Regions from separate parts of the Sus scrofa genome. Here region 1 is linked to region 2. Evidence: chromatin contacts called from public HiChIP or PLAC-seq data. All regions are on one chromosome and are shown on one strand. Each heading gives the region's core, a stretch centred on a gene start, on an enhancer-like site or on the middle of the called end of the contact. The rest is flanking DNA. Distances are from core to core; before and after follow the strand shown. Region 1 overlaps GMDS (GDP-mannose 4,6 dehydratase). Region 2 overlaps GMDS (GDP-mannose 4,6 dehydratase).

Region 1 (3,452 bases), core at 57-2,556, 66 kb after region 2:
CCACACACACACACAGTTTTGCGGTTTCATTTTCCCAACAGGGTGGTGGTATAGGCACACAGCTCCACACACGGTTCGCACACAGTAATGGTTTTTTTAAATCACATCGATTTCCCTGAAAGAAATTAACCTTAACAAAGATCCATTGTTGAGGACTCCTGGCCACCACATGGCTACCCGTGTACAGAAGCAGAAAAAATTAGTACCGTCACCGGGACATATATCAAGACTCTCAGACACGGTCACACTGCCTCCGACCAACCACAGCAGGCCGATGTGCAATTAGCGCTGGTCTGTGGGCCAGACGCACGCCTCAGCTGTAGAGGCGTCAGCCCCTGCTTTGCAAAGAAGGACGGGAAAACCTCGTGGTGAATGATACCAACACAGACGTCGGCCTCCTTTCTGAGGTAGTGACACGGACATGAAGGTAACGAGAGTTAGGTAAAACCACGGAAATTTCAAAACATGTTTTAAAAAATTTATTTCATCTTTTCTCCAGCTAAAGTTCTAACTAGAATTAGGACAATGGGGGAAAGACGCTGGATGCGAATTTCCCCCTCTTTTTCCCTTTGCCCATTATGTAACAGAAGTGACATTACCTTATGCCTTTGTCCAAAATTTTGAAGCAGAAAGGCCCACATAAATAGGAAACTGGATATTAGGTTTTTGAAGAAGTGGTTTATTTTCTAATATGCCTTAAGCTTATCAGAAAAAAAAATCCTAATTCCAGGAAATTTGTGATTGAAAGATACAAAGAACTAAAGTTAAGATTCCATGTCTTGATCAGCTAAAAAAAGCACATATTCCCAAGGGTTAACTTCACTTGAACTTCACTGCACAGATCTTAAAATAAAGCAAATACTTTGGCCTTTTAATGCTTTCTGTCTAGTGTTAGTGGGAAGCTACACAGTAACTTCCTTCTCAAGGAGTAAAGTAGGATTTTAAATTCTTCTTGGGAAACAGTAAGTCCATGAAAGTTATGTGTTGACTTCTTAGGTGCTCTGTGTCTCTTCATTTCCCAAAGAACAAAAGCATAAAATAAAACAATATTAACCATGCCGACAGTTTACACTTCAAAACCTCTATTAATCTGACTTGTAGCTATGGAAAGTATATGTCAAGATAAACAGATAAATAAATCATCAAAACATTCTAAAATGACAGTTTAGGGCACGCACTTCCGCCAAGAAGGGAAATAAGGTCCGAGCGTGTGTACACATCTACACAGGACACAGGGTCTGGGTCCCAGACTGGCGAATGCGAGCCAGGGACACAATTTAAAACGGCAACCTTCCGCTTTCACATTCTAAGATCGTGGGGGAATCCGGTCTCAGAAGGTTTTTATGAAATGACGTCTGAAGTGCAAGACGGCACCGCTGCAGACGCTACATACTTGAGCCACCTGGTGGCCAGTCCCGCTCACTGCACCGGTAAACATCCGTGCCGCGCACGTGACCTTGAACCGGACTGAGACTGTCTCACTGCTGGTGCCCAGACCAGAAGTTAGAAACTTTTGGGCTGCAAGGCACAGCTCCACCCAGAAGCTCTTTGAAAAATTAACTGTTGCCAGGCATGGAGCCCACAACTAAAATCTCGCCCTGGCAGGTCTCTGTCAGTGTTCATGTCTTTCCAACAGGACTTGACGCCTACACCAGGCGCTGAATCCAAAACAAATCCAAAGCAACTGGGATCACACAGACCTACCGCTTGCCTGGGTCTGCGCAGCAGACCAGAGCCAGCGTAACTCCCAACAGGACCCTCTTCCCCCCGGCAAGGTGGCAACATGTGCTCAGAGGCGCGGGTTCAACACACAGCAAGAGTTCAAGAGGGGGAGGCTGTCGACAAGAGGACAGCCTCAGGTCAGTCGTCTGCCTGCGTGACCTGCCGGCGTGCCCGCAGCAGGAATTCCCAAAGAGGTTCTTAAGGTGCTCGGGGTTTTGATGAAAGCAGCTCCTTTATTACCTCCGAACAGGAAAGCCTGGCCTGGAGGGCATTCGACAATCCGAGGAGGGTGCTCAGATCACGTAAAAGGCCACTCTAGGCGGACACTCTGACCTAGGAGACAGCCCCGCACGCTCCTGGGGAGGTCCCGCAGCTCTGTGAACTCGTCGGTGAAGAAGCTTGGTGTCCGAGCACTGCCCGGAGCCAGGCAGGACAGCCACCGGTCGCCACTGACCAGTGCAGCAGGAGGCGGACCCGGCGGCCCTGACTCAGCCGGCGACCAAGGCCACACAAGTCGCCAGTGGAAACTCTGAGTGGACAGGCCCTCAGAGGACACGCCGTCCGTCCCCGGCCCAGGTCCGTGGTGGCAGCCAGGCTGCTAGTAAAAGCCTGGTTTCCTGAGGAAGGTACAGTTTTGGGAAACGGCCGTCGGGCTGGGGTGGAGGCTCTCCGGCTCCTCGTGTGGTCTGGAGGCAGCTAAGCCCGAGCACGGCCACGGCCAGGTCTGCAAACCACCGCAGCTCTGTGAAAAGCCTGTCTGTCCCATGCCACCTGCCCTCACGGGCACGGCAGCCAGAGGCCTGACTTGCTGTAAGCAGGTGACCCAGGGACAGGCGGGTGGTTCAGACACCTCCTCAGCACAAGTTAAAGGGTCTCGGCCCCTGAAATGCCCTAACGAGACGGTACCAGGAAGTAACAGCCCTGCGACAAACAGGACGCTGCCTACCTGGGAGGGCAGGCCGGCGGGCGGCACAAGGTGGTGACAAAGGAGCACCCTCCTCTCGGTCTGCAGGGCAGCGGGCGGATGGCCACGGGCTCCCCCGTCTCTTTGAGGAAGCTTGCAGAGGTCTTTCCGAAGCAGCAGCAAGGGTACCAGTGGAAGGACATTTACCATCAGACGCCGCGCAGTCACTTCTGCCCCGTCTGTGATGGGGACACAGTCACAGCACCCACAGCAGGTGGGGAGGATGTGGAACTGACTCCGGCACCAGCCCCAGGAGGGTGGAATCAGCCTGATGACAGAGGGACGAAGGACACAGGCCTGGCCTGGGAGTGAGGGCTCCTCGACCGGGCAACTGCCGGGCACATGGGCACAGATGCCCGCACACACACATGAGCGCGCGTGACCCCCACCAGGCCACAGGTCTCCTCTCGAAGAGGCCGCCTGGTTAACAGGCGTCTCAGCACTGCCCACCCCAGGGTGAGAAAGCACATTCGCTGGGAAAGGAAGTATGTCCAAATGCCGGGAGGCTGGCGGGCCCCGCCTTGAACTCCTGGGCTTTGTCTCTCCTTCAGAGACACGGCTTTTTCAATCTGTTTATTTTTCTTTTCTACCATGTGAAAGCTAGGACTCGTCAATGACTAGAAGGTCCAAGGTTAGAGCAATAATTTGTAATCATGCCCCAGAGATCACTGGATTAGAAACGAAAAATGAGGGAACTAAGCAAGAGAGAAAAGCAGAGCTGCAGACAAGAACTGAGCAGGAAACAGCCCTTGTAATGATAGGAGGC
Region 2 (3,363 bases), core at 309-2,808:
GCAGAGACTGTGGGGAGCCCAACCACGCGATCCCTGCTAAGCAGCCAGCGGCCGGGGTGTGTCTTCTGCTCCGTGCAAAGGCAGCGCGGCCACTGCAGCGGCGGCCGGGGGGCCGGGGCCACGGGGCCCGGCAGCCACATCCCTTCCCTCTCCGCCGGGCCCTCATGCAGCAGGGGAAATAAATCATGTGAAGTGTTATTTTTTGAACCCAGAAAGGAGGGAAGGGGTTGTTAAGATATCGCATTCACTAAAAAAATAATGATGTGAAAAAATAGGTCGCTGTCACGAGAGACTTGCCAGACGCTGGGCCCGAGCAAGTGGTTCCACACACACACCTTCCGCTCAGCCGGCGACGCGGCCCTTGGTCGGCGGGCCGCAGGCACAGGAGGGCAGGGCGGAGGACGAGCCCCCGGCCGCGGCGTCCCGAGCCAGGTCGCCGGCCTCGGAGGTGTCGAGGGGCCTCGGCTCGCGCGTGAGGAGCCCGATTCGCGGCTGACCGCTTTTTTACAACTTGCTTCCTCTCTCCCGTTTCTAATAAACACCACTGTGCTGCATTGGACCCTCCTGGCTGTGTTTCCCCAAATTCAAAGCTCCAAGTCGAAAGCTACCTCGGCCACGGGTGGGAAGCCGCGGGCCGGCCCTGGGCAGCAGACGCGGATGACCCACTAATGGCTCTGACGGCCGGCACCGAGGAGACGGATGATGTCACTACCGGGAGGCTCGGGACAGAGCGGGCCGCACTAACCGCACGCGCAGGCGGAGGACAGGCACTTGTGCTTGGGTGCTGAACAGCAGCTCCAGCTGCAGTTCTACTTTCTAAAACGCTGACGTGGGAGCAAGCGCTCCCATGGAAGGCCTGCCTGGTCGTGGACGGATATTTCCTCTGAAACTTGCTCAAGTCAGGAGCAGCCGAGCCGGCCAGAGGCACCGCAGGCAGCAGGCCATGACGTGCCTCGGCAGCGGGCGTCCGGTTTCTCCCCCGCTTCCCGCTCTCCTGCGCCCTGGCCCTCTGTGGCCTCTCGCCTTGGACGCGGGGATCATCTCGGCGGACGCCTGTCCTCTCTCGGGGTGGGAGACATACCTTAAGAGATTAAGCCTTCCCACCTGGGATCTGTCCAGAAATTCAGTGTGTTACAGCTCCTCCCAGCCTTCTTCACTGTCCTGGGAACACTCTGGTGTTATCAATAGTGGCTTTCTTTCCTACTTTGCGTTCAACTGCAGCACGGGGCAGCCACGCCGATGGCAGTCCGGCTCGGCTGTCACTCAGCGCCCGCAGCGGCGAGGCTGACTTCCGCTGTCTGCGGCGCTTTGCTGCCACCTATGTGCACGACGGCGCATAACACGCCTCCCCGGCCCGGAACCGCCCGCGCCCCAAGCAGGCCCGTCTCTCCTCGGCACAGGCGACCAGAGAGGCGGCTGCCGTGGTTTGCGTCCCTTCGAAAACACAGCCGCTTGCCAGGAACTCCTATTTCTCTCTCTGCGAAGCAACCCTCCAAAACTGAAAGGGCCCGGGATGCCTCATTTAACATACACCAAAACCAGCAGTTTTTTCCATTCGGTCACTGAACCAATTACAGTGAAATTAATTCATTCCACGAGACTGCAGTCCAAACATCCTGCCACACCGTAGGACGGAGTGACACTTTCATAACATTTGGTATAAGGGAAATGTAAAGAAACAAGATAAAAAAGTATCTACTCACATTATTTAAACTACCAATAACGCAAATACTGATCCAATAACGCACTGATCTCTGCCAAACACTCGAATGCTTCTTTCGGGCGGAGACAGGGGAACACAGACCTCGAGAGCCCCTGGGCCTCCCCGGTGCTGACCTGACCGCGCCAGCTCTGAGCTGTCTGACAAATGCGCGTGTCACACCAACCAACAAAGCCGGGAGAGACGCCGGGGTGAGCCACACAAGTCCCTTAAGCAAAACAACCCAAAAAACAAAACAGAGCTTTCCTCTACGAACCATTTCACAGCCATCAAGCCACACAGCGAAGGCAGAGACGACATTTCCCGTCGGGGCTAACGAGGGGAGTCCCAGCCTGCAGAATGCGCCTTAAAGGTTTATTGTGTCAACACTGCCAAGCTCTCGAAGACTTTTTACTGTGCAAGTAACCAGCGCCAATAAAACCTGCAGGCTGGGCGTGGGAAGGAGACTCAGGAAGAGGGTTTCCCCTGAAAATCAGACAAAAGGAAAAGCACGGCTGCCCCGTCCGTCGACCTGCCGCCGCCCCGCGGTGACCACACAGCGGCCACCAAGGCGATGCCTGTCACCTCAAGCACGAGCACCAGCGCTGTCGCCTGTAAAGCAAGCGCACCTCTGAGAATTCCACTCTTGCCGAGGACCCGTCCGTCCAAGGACAAGGACAAGCTTGACAAGCCAGACCAAGCCCTTCTGCGTAAAACTTGTAAATGAAGCAAATTCAAATTCGTCACGGATGATGTCTTAGTTACCATCCCTAAACAACATACACTTCATGTGACATCACTAGAAGGGGTAACATAACAAGCCTGCTGTCTTCGGTGCCAGATATTTTTGAAAAATGGAAATTAAATAAAAGCTTCAGGTAATTTATTTCCCACTGGCACTGCTTAATGATTTACAGTGGAAATAATGATTGAGAGTAGAATTAATGATTTACAGTAGAAATTTATTAAAAAGTTACTACACATTAAATTTCTTTGCAATAGAAATGGTTTCATTTTATCATACCAGGCCAACTTCAAGGATCCCATCTGAACAAAGAGAATTCTAGAAACTCCATTCGTACTAAAAGGATACCAAACTCTATTTGGCGTTTTAAATGAACAGTTAAGTTTAAATTCTTAAATTGACACTTTTTTTTATTGTGGGGAAGAGAGACAGCTACATTACCTTGTATTAAACAAAGTATTATTTCTGTCTCTGTCTTAATTTACGTAAGTTGTTTGTTCTAATCTAATCAGGGATCCAAAACCAATTTTCCATTCGTCATCAAAAGTTCAAAACAAAAAGCCTCACTCATAGTAGCTTCACTGACTTACTATTCATTGACTATTTGTGTTTACAGAGATATCTACAAATTGATATGCATGTTTAGCCATTTGCATTAATTTTAGCTTAACTGTTGCAAAGCTGAAATAATACTCTGGATTTTATTTCGTAAACAAGTCACTATTGAAAGCGAATTAAGAGAACCGGGCCCAACAAACATACCTTTGTGTGGTCCACTAATTATAAGAAAAATTCCAAACATTATTAGCTGTTATCAAAATTACAATACCACCTAGAGCTAATAAAACAGAACAATCTGTTTGAACAGGGAGAGGAGAAGGTTCATAGAGTGTTTCTCTCTCATATAAATTCTTAATGG

The links. HiChIP or PLAC-seq counts read pairs in DNA pulled down with a chosen protein or histone mark.
Region 1: an H3K27ac HiChIP or PLAC-seq map of skeletal muscle shows a contact between it and region 2. The contact joins two enhancer-like sites. A contact is called at or near these places in 9 of 47 Hi-C or Micro-C datasets (embryonic fibroblasts, fetal heart ventricle, fetal skeletal muscle and 2 more) and 1 of 2 datasets of contacts at active chromatin or transcription factors (skeletal muscle).

Annotation. Positions count from the first base shown.
Region 1 is chr7:1,248,090-1,251,541 of Sscrofa11.1, forward strand. The region is part of intron 1 of GMDS (GDP-mannose 4,6 dehydratase); the gene reads right to left. Among named protein-coding and RNA genes, the nearest start is that of GMDS, 36 kb to the right of the region's middle. Within about 2 kb of position 1,307, at least 31 of the 83 cell types and tissues checked have an H3K27ac peak or open chromatin away from gene starts, as enhancers often do. A contact at or near this core is called in skeletal muscle, where this site is marked.
Region 2 is chr7:1,182,238-1,185,600 of Sscrofa11.1, forward strand. The region is part of intron 4 of GMDS (GDP-mannose 4,6 dehydratase); the gene reads right to left. Among named protein-coding and RNA genes, the nearest start is that of GMDS, 100 kb to the right of the region's middle. Within about 2 kb of position 1,559, at least 42 of the 83 cell types and tissues checked have an H3K27ac peak or open chromatin away from gene starts, as enhancers often do. A contact at or near this core is called in skeletal muscle, where this site is marked.